Linked DNA regions of Rattus norvegicus: region 1 is linked to region 2. A link is a contact called in public Hi-C data. All regions are on one chromosome and are shown on one strand. Each heading gives the region's core, a stretch centred on a gene start, on an enhancer-like site or on the middle of the called end of the contact. The rest is flanking DNA. Distances are from core to core; before and after follow the strand shown. Region 1 holds the start of Arfgef1 (ADP ribosylation factor guanine nucleotide exchange factor 1). Region 2 holds the start of Cpa6 (carboxypeptidase A6).

Region 1 (6,799 bases), core at 1,169-3,668, 460 kb before region 2:
GGTGCACACACCATCAAGAATTCCTATGCCTAAAAATGTCAGGGCTGCAGTTAAGGGAGCTACAGACTTCTGAAGAAATGGAGAGTGGCAAGAACTAGCTGCAGTTAACAAAAGAATGCACTCACATCCTCTGAGTCCACTCCCTTAACTGCACTGAGACAGTCCAAGCACAGTAACACTGCACTGTGACAAAAGCAGGACTTAAGACCCAGACTCTCGTTACAATGAGCTGCCAACATGTTTACTTATGTTAGTATTTGGAAAGAGAAAAAGTACATAAAACACTTTACATCAAACCCTTAACTGTTTATGCTTCAGCACACTTAGAGTGAAAACACACTCTGGGCTGTGGATACTGTTTAGTTGATTGAATGCTTGCCTATCAAATATGAAACCTAGGGTTCTATCCCCTGCACTGCACCTCTAAAACAAGGCATGGTGGAATGTGTGACCCCAGATTTCAAGAGCAGAGACAAGTGGTTTAGGAAAGTTCAAGTTGTCCTCACCAGCCTGGGCTACTTGGAACCTGTCTGCATGCCCCCATGCTCCTTGCTTTAAAAAAGAAAAAAAGTCCCACACACATACAATCGAACAGCAAAGCTTAGTTCTGAAATACTAAAACTTTAATTTGAAATTCATATGTTCTTTATCCTGCCAAGTTATTGAAAACCCTACAGAGCACAATTATTTTAAAAGTCTTTAAAACTATTCCTATCACCCCAATTAATGATTCCTTTCAGGACCCAAATATAAACTCAGTTCTTGCAACTGTACAATAGTCTTCTCATTCACCAGGAAACGTGTTAGTTACAATAACAAAATGGGAACTTAAGACCAATGAAGGGGCAAAAGAAGGGACTATTTAAGTCCACTATACTACATTAAAAACAAAACACCACCAACAAAAAGCACCCTTTATTTTTGGTGGATGTAAACAAATCCATTTGATGTTTTCCATATTACTAAGTTTAAGGATTGAGAAAACGAGGGAGTCTGTAACATTTGCAGCAAGTTAAACGGTAGTCTTAAGTCAATACTTAAATGTAAAATTGTCTCCTCTAAGCTATCGTGACCCCTTTAGCATAAAGTTAGTTTGTCCCCTTTCAAAAATGTTTTTCAAAACCCACTTATAACCATCTCTGTATCTTGCAAATTTGAGCTGCTCTAGTCCAGGGCTATAAACAAAAATGTAAGTAATCATCACACACTATCTGTATAAAACGTTCTGGTTTCTCGCTTAACAATTCTATTTGATGGATACACTAGAGCTACCAAAGGCCAGCCTCAAACAAATCGTTATCCGCCTACCACGGTTATAGGTATTGTTTGGATTTCCCCTGCTGTGGCTTCACTCACTACACTAGACCTCTTCCGTCTGAACTATAAATCACAATTGAAGCTTGAGAGCAGCTGCCACTGTCCAGACATGAGGCTGGTGGGTGTCATTGTCTTTCTTTATTCTCTCATTCTACACACACCCCTTTCCATGTTACCTAATGCCAGTTTATCTAAAGGTTCTTTCCTTCCCCATTTCCACACAGCCGCCACCACCACTCCTTAACCTCTAGTCTTGTTCTTCCAGGTCAGCCCAGTAGGCTACATTACTACTCTTTTTTTCCCTGTAGCTGGGACAGAGAGATGGCAAACTCGAGGCACCTTTTGCAACCCCCTCTCTCGAGACTGTCAACAAGGGAACAACTTCAACCTTTCTTCTCAAAGTACCACGCCAAACCATAAAGTTATTGTAATTGCAATACGGAACCCTCCCCCACGCCCGATCTTGTCATATCGGCCCCACCTCAATTTCTAAGCTAATAAACAACAGCTCATCTTCTGCTCCATCACAAAGGAGGACATTCTGTCCGCACCGCAGGGGCCACCAACAACCCCAGCCCCCACCCCATTCAGTCCAGTGGAACGCTCGAAGCCAGGTGCCCCGTGATCCTTAACCATCTCGAGTTCCGGGGGCCCCGGCTGGCCGCCCTTCCTCCTCCACCCAGCCGGTGCCCCGCGTCCAGCCGAGTTGCTGTCAACTCCAGTCCAGCGGTCAGGACCGGGCCAGGACCCCCAGGACGAGCCGCCCCCCCGGCCCACCTCTGGCGGCCGGCCCCCCGCGCCGCGGCCTCCTCCAGGCTCACCTAGGGCCACCTCGCACGCTTTGCGCAGCTGGGAGTGATGCGCCTTCTTCACTTCCTTGTCGGCCAAAATCTTCTCCAGGGCCCGGGTCAGGAACATGTTCTTCGTCTTCTTGCCCTCATACATGGACGCGGAGGAGGAGGCGGCGGCAGTCCCGGCGGCTGGAGGGGAGGCTGAGGAGGGAGACGGGGAGGGAGAAAGGCGAGGAGGTGGCGATGGGGGCGAGGAGGCGTGGAGGGCAGCCGCGCCACCAGGAAGCGGCGGGCGACGCAGAGCGGCCGCGGGGCCGCCAAGGGCGTCGAAAGCCTCGCCACACTCGAGGGGCCGCCGTTCGAGGGCCGCGCCCGTCCGGCCTCCGCGCCGTCGGCCCGGCGGTCGCTTCCCGGCCGCCCGCCTCACTCGTCCCTACGGCCCGGCGGCGGCGACGGAACTCGGCCCGGGCGGCCGTCTTCCCGGGGCCGAGGGCCTAGGCGGCGGCGCCTCACACACCCAGCAGGCGCGAGGCTGCCTTAGCTACCGTGGGGACGAGCACCCGCCGCAGCCGCAGACTGGCCTCCATCACCGCCGACCTGCCCCGGACGCCATGTTGAGAGGAAACGACGCGTCACGCAGCGGCCGAACGGCTGCAGAGAGGAAGCGGCGGCGGCGGCGGCGACGGCGGCGGTGCCAGCCCAGAGCTGCCGCGGCGCCGGGAGGCAAGGGGCGGAGGGCGGCGCGGGAGGAGCGGCCGGAGCGGCGACTCTACGGCGGCCCGGCGGGGACTCGCCGCCTCCCGCGTTCGCCTGCAGGGCAGCGTGGGGCGTGGCGGGCGTCCTGCGGTGTGGCGCGGCGTGGCGCGGGGCTTCTGCTTCTGCGGGCTACTGGGATGTGCGATCCCCGCACACGGGGCGCCCCCAAGGCCCGCAGACAGGACCCCTGGCTACCGTGCACTGGTTCCCCCAACTTTCTGAACAGCTGGTCGCTGGGGAGCAAAGTCCCTCGCGGTCCTAGGGCCACAGGAACACCCGCGTCGCTCTCTCGGACGCACCTGGTTTCCGCCTGCCACACGGGGTCTAAATTTCCTTCTCAGGTGTAGGAAACTGCTATCCTTGACCGATCCTTTCGATTGCTTCAAGGAGGATCTCTTTTGCAAAATGTAAGCTAAAAATCAGTGGGCGAGGATTCAGGAATGTTTTCACTTTTTACTCTCTCTATAGGGTAAGTCAGTGAGCCCGAGATTTCATGCCCTTTTCTGATTGACTCTGAAGTTAAGGTGAGTGCTTCTGATTTAGGCACCCCACAGAGTCCTCGGGTTCTGTACCTTTAATCCTGAGATTTCAGAATGGAAAAGCTCTAAGTACAAACATACTCGTGACCATGCCGTGCCTACTTTAATGTCGAAGAACTCAAATCACTGCTCTTCTGAGCGGAAACGTTAAGAATCCTTTGAAATAAATACAGACCATACTATTGTGTGGCTCCAGCAACATGGGATCCCTGTTAAGATATGTCTTTTGCTATTTATTCTTTTCCTTAGATTGTGTTAGCTGTGGACTTATACTAATGCAGCCATTCAAATCCAAAGATGTGAACACTGCAAAGTGACAGGACTTGGGACATGTGAAAAGCAAAAGGAAATAAAAATGGGAAATCTGAAGGTGACATACAATTAAAATGGACAGATATATATCTTGAGAAATCCACAGATCCATTACCTTCGTCTTAAACACTAGATTCTTGGAAATTAGAGATTCATTTTGCTCCTACATCAAATAGAACGTACTCTCTGTTATACATTAGGGAAACATACTCATTTCTAATTTGGTTTTGCTTCGCAACGCCATGTTTGAACCAGGTTCCATTGAAAGTACTATCTGTAAGTCAGATCAGTTTATTGTTCTGCCTCCATTCCTAGCTGCATTAGCATTCTCTAGCTTCCCTTCTATCTAGATGTAGCCAATAGGTTTAGCTCATTAAACAGACAACAACTTTCAGAAACTACCTTCCACTCTCTTTTCCTGCCTTTGGCTACATAGTAAAGAGAGCAGAACAACAAATTCAAAAGAGTTTGAGCCTCAGAATTACTCTTTAAGCAGGAGTACCCATCGTTATGAATATCTGTTTTGGGTTTTACACGATGCAAGGAAAACTTGTCAGTTATGTTTAATGTTTTTATACTAAGCAGCAGACATGAATGTCAAGAATGAGCAACCTAGAAATCCTTGCCCTTGAAGAGCTCACAGTGTATTTAATGTGTCACAATCTATAGTCATATTGTCCTGCTTGTTTACTGGTTGCCTACTTATCTCATAGGAGCAAAGACCTCGTCCATTCTTTCCTGTGTGTCCATCTACTGTGTTGCTGGCATAGGGAATTATAATGCACTCGTCAAATAGAAACGTGGATAGATGAAAGACACTAGACAAAGCTCTCCGTGATACCTCCCTTGTAGAGCTTACAGTATGTAGAGGCATGTTAACAAATAGTGAACAGGAATTGCAAAGCATGTGTGAAGTATGATTAAAGGAAGGGCCAGCAGGTGGTCGGCTGCAGATCTTCAATGCAGGGATAACTAGCCAGAAAAGTGACTGTTAAACTGGAGACTGATGGAAGGAGAAGTTGGCTAAACCAAGTCAGAAGGGGACGGCATGATCAAGCTAGTGATCATGTAAATAGATACATGTATACATGCATGAAATTTCTGATATATACCTTTGTGGTCTGGTGAGTGGAAGGCCCAGCAAGGGTGTTGACAGTCACAGCAGTGTGGGGTAATCCATGGGTTGTGACCCCTGGCCACCATGTAAAGTCTTGGGATCAAGCTTTATACAAGGGTCATGAGGGGCTGAAGCTTCGTAGCATCTGCACAGGCTAAGGATTTTGTCTAACGTTTTTATGAAAGTTCTAGAGGAGTTTTAGAGATGAAAGAAAATGGGCAGGCAAGATTTATTTTGGTGATGGATTAGACAGGACTCAGAAAATTGGCATCAAAGATAAAATACTCAAATACTGGGTTTTGAGCGAGAACCAGGTGGAAAGAGCATTTGTAGGGATAAGCTAGACTGGAATTCGAGTAGATGTAAGACCAAGGATATGCAACGTCCTACTGTAGGAAAAGAATGCTTCTGAAAACACAATTCCAGTTCCTCCCTAGTTGAGCCTGCAACTTCACCCAAGAGTCAGGAGTAGACTGGGAATGTTCTCAGGAGGAAGCAAAATGGAATTAGATTTTAGAACAAGGCTGACATTCTGGGACCAGAGAGGGAAAATGCCCTTTTTAGTTTTTTATTGACAGGTATTCAGAGGGTGCCAAACTTGGGTAAGCATACTTGAAACGGAGTATGTGCATGGGTATTTCTTTGTTTCTTTTTTCCTGTTTACTCATAGTGCTTGGATTATTCAAGCCCTCTTCAGTATTCCTTGTAGTTTTCAAAAGTCTTGAATTCTATTTCTGTTCCTCACCTTATCACTGAATAACTAACTCCTCATTAATTTTCCTGATATCAGTAACCTCACTGTACACTGTCTGTTTTGGCTTTTCTCTTTGAAAAATTTTGTACTTTGGTTCCAAGGAGTCAAATAATATCAGACAATAAAAGCAATAAACTACTTTCTCTGAGATTCAGTATCTTGGCATGCTTTAGCCATGTTATAAATGTCTCTGGGATGTAAAAATTGAAGTTGGAATACATTTTTAATTAAGGCTGAATATCTTTGGTTGATGATTGAACAAGATTACTAGTATTGTGTTTACTTGGCTGCAGAAGCAATGAGTCCAGTGGCCTTTCACAGGACCCCTGGATTCTATCACCTCTCAAATCATCCCATCTCTGACCCCTGATTTTAGTGTAAAAAAGGTTTGTTATAAAAGTGGATCCATTGGCCAGGCCCCTGAAGATTTGATTAACAAGAGAAAGCAAACAAGTTTACTAACAAGTTCAGCGAAGCTACACACCAGAAGGTAACCAGAAGTGGGGCTTGGCTGGCATCTTAAAGAACAGTTTTAGAGACGCAACAAAGGAAAAGAACTCTGAGCATCTACAGCAGTGGATCTGAGAGCCGGGAACACAGGGAAATGGGAAGATAACAAGTAAAGGTTATCATGTAGGTGTCTGTAGTGGGATCTTCAGGCCACATAGAGTTGTCTCCACTAATCAACTTCTGGATAGAGAGGAGGGCTCTTTTGTAAATTCCTGTCCTGCTTTTAGTCAAATATAGGGAGCAGGGGGCAATGGATTCCCTTGTGTATATTTCTAATTGTCTTTGGTTCAAAATGATTTAGAATGGGTTAGGGTGCCGTATTCAGCCACCCAAGCAATTTCTCAGTGGTGGTATTAATAGTTAATATTTATACAAGCTTATTGTGGGCAAATACAACAACCCAAATGAAGGTTTCATTATTAGCCCTCATTTATAAATGAAGAAACTAAGCTTAAAGAACAGACCACGCAGTTGGCAGGTAGCAGAACCAGGAGTGGGGTTTGTGGTTTGTGGAGCCAAAGTCCAGAGCCCATACTGTAAAGAACTAAGCTGTGTGTTTTTACCAAGCCAACCTACTGTCATTGTGGTGACCTCTTCTATCCCCAGCCACACGTATTTGCTGTGGGCACTCACCTTTCTACCCCTTCTTCAGATTTCCTCATCCTGTGTTTTATTCTCACACCAGAAATCCAAACGTGGGCGG
Region 2 (6,754 bases), core at 1,594-4,093:
CCATTTGATGGAAGTGCTGGACATGTCTGACGTGGCGCTGTCAGCTCCTACAGCCCTTCCCTAGCTGAGCAGTGGTAGAGCTATATTACTGGGAGTCAAATTGTTGACCTTGCTGTGTTCTCTTCTGTCTTTTTAAATGTCTCTTGTCAAAGTGTGGTCTGATATAGTTACCCAAAAAGGTCTCAGCCTTTGTCTTCAGAGTCCCCTGTAGGCCTGTAGGTTCTCTAACTCATTTTTAAACTCATTTCCTGAGACACTTCAAGGAAGCCTCTGCTACACATTGGCTCTATTTGGCTGTTATTGTTTGGATAGAGAGGACCCGCTGCTCATTAGCTGCCCTGAAGGGGCCTTGCTGTTTTTCCTGAATATTCTAATTTTAATTCATGCTCAGGGGCCTGCAGATGACAATCACATAGGATTGCATTTGGGCAAGACCTGCCAAATATCTTTTCCATAATATAAGGGATAAGATTATCCCATAATTATTAATAAGAAAATCAACACGACCTATGAAGGAATAACAATAAGGCAGCTTACAGCCATGCTAAACAGGCGGTGGCAAAGACAAAGACAACGTTAGCATTTTACTGTTTTCCTACCAGATCCTTAATCCCTAGAGAGCTAACTGTGTACCCAGTGGTTCCTAAGTAAACAAAGCAAAGCACTCCTGAGTCAAGAAGCATTTGTCCTTGGTAATGAGAGAAGGACGTCTGTATCTTGAAGGTGAGTTAAAGTTCTCTGTTTTCCGTGGAGGGAGCACTCAGAATGGTTCTGATTTCAGGAGGCCTTATTGTTAGGTCTATTGTGAGGGACAGGTAGTGAGAGAGTCTTCACCTCCTCAGTGCTCATCTCACTCTTTGGTCCTCCCAGCATTCAGACATCTGGTAATTTACACATTTGGGGCTATCTCATTATGTTGCAGGCTAGAAGAAATGGCAATTACTACCTTCAGTGCACAGTAAGAGAGGAGGCAGGACGATCTCCCAGAGAGGTGGCCATTTCTTAAAAATTCTGACAGAAAAGATGCTGCTGGCCTTCTTCCCCCCACACCGAGTGGTGCTTGGCAAAGGACGCACACCTGTTCAGCTGAAGGAAGCCGGTAACTCATGACTGATGAGTGCCACACTGAAGTAATTATGTACAAGGGCCACAGCTGAGTGGAGGAGTGGGGACCGGTCTCACACGGAGCACATCTAAACTGATGATATATGTTCATCATCTGGTCTGACGTCAGCCAAAAGGTCCGATTAATTCCTCCACAGCCGTAGGCTGCAGGTCGGTCATTAAGCATTCTTTGCTCGCATCTCTAAGGAGGGTTGTGAGGCACATGACAAATTACAGGATGGTAAGCCTAGGCCTTGTTGTGCAGGAGACTAGGAAGAACCTCTTGGATGTAAATGCCCTTCTGTGCCTCAAGAAAAAAAATATAGGTGGGAATTTTCAAGGTTATATTCCCACCTTTATTTCACCGAACACCTTCCCACTTGATCTTGTTCCCTCTCCAATTAAAATCATGCTGGTGAATGTCTCCCTGTAAATCCTGTATTTGGAAGATTACTAAATAAAAGCACCATCCAGCTCCATAGGGAGAGAAAGGGAAACACAGTTCTGTCTTCCAGATTCTCACAAGCTCTACATAAGATACCTAAAATGAGCAACTTTTCTTTGGGATGCTAATTTTTTTCCCACTGGAAATAACTGAGTGGTACAGGGTTGTTACTTCTCCTCCTTGGTTTTAAGCCACCAAACTTGAGGATCTAGTTAAGGTTCCTCTCTAAAATGCAGGCATTCTATAATTTCCAGATTCAAAGAACAGCACTCTGCAAATCTGAGCCAAGCTCACGCTGTCTGTACCACAGCAAGCCTTCGGGATAATAAGAACATACACAGTGGTACATTGCTTTAGTCCCAGCTCTGGGCCTCCCTGAGATTGCCATCTCAGAGCCTTCTAACTTACAGAGAGGAGAAAACTGCTTTTTTCTTCTGTTTCTCCTTAAAAATACCAGCATTTTACAGTTGACTACTTTTATTCTGCTTATTTTGTGTTGAATTATTTGAACTGCCCAGGTTTGAAATATGTAACAATCACTCTGACACTTATTTTTTTTTAAATCATCTTCAGTTCTTCAATAAGAAGTCACTGTTCTATTATAGCCCGTGGCTGAAGTGCGTGCACCATTCTAAAGGACACTAATTTTCAGGTCATACCTCATATGGTATAACAGTATCTTTTAGCCTGAGCATCCACGGAGGCAGGGACTGCAGATACTAGCCACAGCACCCCAGAGACACTTTCCCATTGAACTCTGAGGCCGCAGCCGGGACTGGGACGCTCTAAACAGTGTGATAGTCAGACTCTTGCCTTCTGCACTTTCTCAGCCAACTGAACCAATACTGAATGCTGTTTACACAGTTTATAGAGGGGACTATGAAGCCCTCAGAGCCACACAGAAACCACAAACAGCAACAAAATGGTGAGGCACATGGGGGGTAAACAATGCCCTCATACAAGTCAAAGCTTTGCAGCACAAGAAGTTGGCTCCACTTACCCAGCATAGCGGTTGTCATAAGAGTGGCAGTGCCCTGGTTGCAGAATCTTCAAAAGGAGGCAGCAAACAGGCAGAAAAGCAGCTGTGAGGCTCCTGGGCTTCCCGAGGAACTTCATAGCGTTGCAATGAGAGGAGTTGAAAGTTGTTTAACTGCAGTCACCAAAGGAAGAGGCTGGAGGTGGCTCACAACACCCCCTGCTCACCAGCAAGTTGTCTGGGAAAGGGGTGGGGGAGAAGGCTTGGGAATGAGCAAAATGTGACACTTTAGGCAGCCGGGGAGTTGCTATTAAGACTGGTTCTTGTGAGGAAATGCAGCCCAGCCCAGCCTGGAAGCAGGGGCTGATCCTAAATCAGGCTCTCCTGAAGGGGCTGGGCCTCCCTGAGCTGACTCACAGGCAGGCTTTGCAGGGTGCCTGTGGGTAACCCTTCTTTGGTTTTGGTTTGTCTGTTTGCCTGCTGGAGATCACTAAGTCTTTTGTATAACCTTTCTTCCTCTGCTACCTTGATAGCATGGGGACCTTATCTTAATTGCCAACATTATGTAGGAGACGAGTCCAACAAACTGGCACAGACATTCCAGGCTTAATGATTTGTTCTGTCACAACAGATTTCCCAGATTGAAACCCACAGTGAAGGGAACTTCATATGTGAAGGAGGAGGCTTAGGCACCTGGAGTGAAGTGCTGGCCTCATTCTGGCTTGTAACTATATGTGGGCAAACAGAAGCTCTGCTAGCCTGCTAGGAGCTCTTGGTATTCACTCTGCACCGGTAGTATCCAGATCGTGGCCATTGAACAGTTTTTTTGAAGGTCTGGGAAGCCTCTCAGGGCTGTGACCGTGGCTTGAGCACTTGGAATCATTTAGGAAAACTGAACATTTTAATCAGATTCCAGAAGGATGGCATCTGTCATTGCAAAAGATCCCCCAGTGACTGGGGAAGCGGTTCAGTGAATGGGAAGGCATGAGGGCTCAGGTCCACATCTCCAGCATCTATAGTCTCAGGGTGCAGGTCTGTGATCCCAGTATTAAAGTGTGTGGGTAGGGACAGGTGCCATTGGTGGGTGGGTGCTGATGCACTTAGTGACAAGCTCCCTCAGGGATTCCAATGTTGAGATACCAAGCTGGTTTAGAACGGGGACTTCTCATAGTGCCTATAAATCACTGGTTTGTTCTGAAGAGGATTGCAGCTGACGTGGGAAAGTCTGCATTTATGAGGTGTTTCAAGGTGGGGGCTCATGTGGAGGCCCCCCTGGTTGCACTTTGAGTAGCAGCAAGCCTTGACTTTAGAACAAACCCTGCTTTTTCTCCTTTTTCTAGACTGTTATGGGGGAGGGGACAAATCAAGACGTGTTGGAGCAAGCCATTTGCTGCTGGAAATTTCCCATGGTTTTAGTGAAGGGACTGACTCTGAATTTTCTTTGCAGCCGCAAGCTTCTACTCACACAGAAACCCCACATTGTGGGTTTGCTTTGCCCGAGCTCTGAGGGTATGAAGATGCAGCCTGTCACCTTTGTGTTGAGCACGGGTGCTAATTTAGAAGACAGTGGGCTACGGTAGCTTTATTCCAGTCAAACTCTCATACTTGTGTCGTTTCCAGAACTCCTATACCCTCCACTGCTGGGGAAAGCATAACCCTTCTCTGTATCCTCTACCTGAGCACAGGGTCAATGTCAGCTTCGTGACAGACAAGATCATTTAAAACGATTCCTTGACATTTTCAAATTCTCCCTGAATTAGTTTAATTAATCTTTCCCCTCTGTGTCCTATTCCCAAAACCTAGGAAATCTGCTATGGAGCTCAACTCTGTTGATTTTTGTCAGGTTGCTTCATAAAACTGCTTTTCTCCCAAAGTACAGGAGTGTATCTCATTTATTGTATGAATGGAGTTCCAAACAGCTTAGCTGAAGGAATGATCACCAACACCTGATGAGTGGGTGAAGAACCTGGAAAGTGAGGAGAGTCATTCGAATTCTGCCTGGTCCCGTATTCAGTTGAAGGAGAAAGGTGCTTTGGGACTGGAAGTTTCTTAGGTCCCTGGGTCTCCTGGAGGTGGTGATGGTGGTGATGGTGGTGGTGGTGGTGGTGGTGTGTGTGCATGTGTGTGTGTGTGTGTGTGTGTGTGTGTGTATGTGTATGTGTTCATGTGTATGTGTATGTGTTCATGTGTGTGTGTGTGTCTATATTTTCCTTTTGGACTTCAGTGCTTAACACTTTGGACTTTTTATGCTGGTGGACGGGGGGTAGTGCTCAAAGCAATGCTTGAGACTTTTTTGATGAGCTCAAGAAAGCTTATATGAAGCCAGTGACCTGTTGAAATAAGAGGTTACTGTGTAAATAAAACACTTCATCTCTCCACATTTCATTATGTCAGAAGAATGTATAAATCTGTCATATTATATCACAGCACTAAACTAGGAATGTTCAGTGTCTGACTAAGGATTAAACTCATCTTCAAACCATTCTGCAGGATCAGATCCAAAAAGCCCCATTCTGCATAGACTCAGTAGTCTCTGAGACTCAGGGGACCATTCCCTGGACCATCGAAAGAGTCAAAGAGACCCAGGAGGCATTCTCTAGCTTTACTAAAAATTGAAGATCAAAGAGAGCTTCTCAAACAATGGAAGTCATTTCTAGCAATCCTCCTTTGCTTTTTTTAAGGCCCAGGTTATCTGATCAAGCTTCTCTTGGGGTAGATAAGCACCCATAAAATGAGTGATAAATGAGGTCTATTTAGCAAGTAGGAGGAGAAGAGAATGGGGTTATAGATAGATTCAAAGATAAAAGCTTCATTTTTTAAGCCACCAAGAGGTAGTGAATTATTAATCTCCTAGAGGATTTGGGAGTGGTAAGATGAGAAATGCTGTTTATCGGTTATGTGTCTGTCATATTTTAGTGAAAAAATAAACTTTATTAAAATAAAAATTGTCATGCAACAAAAGAAAGGAAACTACATTTGTGAAAGGAAGATGCTATTTTTGCTTTGGATTCATTATTGATCATTAGATAAATTTTAGATCTGAAAGTGGCTGGTGGTGGAGGAGGGGAGGCCAGGGAGATATTTTCCAAGCCTTACCTTAAGCATACGGATAAGAGCAGATTTATTTTGCTAAATACCAGGAGAAGCTAAAGGTGTTGGGCTCTGTACTATAGCTACCTGCAATGGCAGTCATTATTCAATGTCTAATTACCGCACACCCACTGTTGATCTATCTCTGTCATGGCTTTCTGGCATTGCTCAAGCTGAGAAAGAGGTGCCTGTGTAGCCAAGTGCTGTCCAAGAATCTCCGCAGTTGTTTGAGGAGTGTTCCGACACTTCCTTTAGTAATAAATCACAATCCTACCCCTCTCCAGACCCACTAGCTTCCTTTCTGAACCTTCCCTGGCAGAAATGAAGATACTTAACGACACATTATTGTCCTTCCTTTTGACTGCCAGACTACCGAAACAGGGGTCTCTGCAACACTGGAATTTCCCAGGAGTCTCTTGTTGAGAGAAGGAAAAGCTGGAATCCTGGTGGCAGGCCGAGGAGGAGCTAAGTAGACCACATTGCAGGAGAGCCTGGAACCATGAATCAAAGATGGCAGGGCCACACATTGATCAGAGCAGCTTAATTAGTCAAACTCTTGGCCTTTGTTTTCATTTCAAACTCGTGTCAGGATCCTGAACATGAACTTGGGTGTAAAGGGGCGTCAGTGGACCTACTTGTTTTTCCTGAACAAATCTTTATTTGCTTTTCGTGGTTGCCTGTTTCTTTAATTGATCAGGTGAAGAAGGATGACTGAATCATAGGGCCAGCCTTTGACCCTAAGAGTCCAACAACACTGCTTTGAACAGTAACCATTCCTCTTGTTCCTGAACTGGTCCTCTTCTCTACACACCCAAGGCTGCTCAAAAAGTGCATTCTTGAGCCTTGGTGACTTGTTTCCATTCCTTCCATCCATTCCAGATCAGCAGGACCTCTAAATGTACAGAACTCTATTCTTTTACTTTTTTAACTGAAAGTAGATTTTTGTCATACCATATATTCTGATAGGGTTCCCCCTCCCCTAATTCACCCTAGCTCCTCCCATCACCTCCAATCCACAGCCTTTCTTGCTCTCTCTCTCTCTCTCTCTCTCTCTCTCTTAGAAAAAAGAAAACAAAAAGCAAGTATCAAAAACTAAAAGAAGAAAATAATAATAAAATAAGATAAAATAGAAAGCAACC

What was found. Hi-C and Micro-C count contacts between places; a contact is called where the count stands out from the background.
Region 1: a Hi-C map of Schwann cells shows a contact between it and region 2, with 2.4 times the contacts expected there. The contact joins the promoter of Arfgef1 here to the promoter of Cpa6 in region 2. A contact is called at or near these places in 2 of 12 Hi-C or Micro-C datasets (the A7r5 cell line and Schwann cells).

The regions. Positions count from the first base shown.
Region 1 is chr5:13,760,594-13,767,392 of GRCr8, reverse strand. Arfgef1 (ADP ribosylation factor guanine nucleotide exchange factor 1) reads right to left here and starts at 2,418. Exons shown (of 39, transcript NM_001277056.1): 1 at 2,139-2,418. The coding sequence starts at 2,262.
Region 2 is chr5:13,305,749-13,312,502 of GRCr8, reverse strand. It overlaps Cpa6 (carboxypeptidase A6), which reads right to left and starts at 2,843. Exons shown (of 11, transcript NM_001415862.1): 1 at 2,550-2,843. The coding sequence starts at 2,665.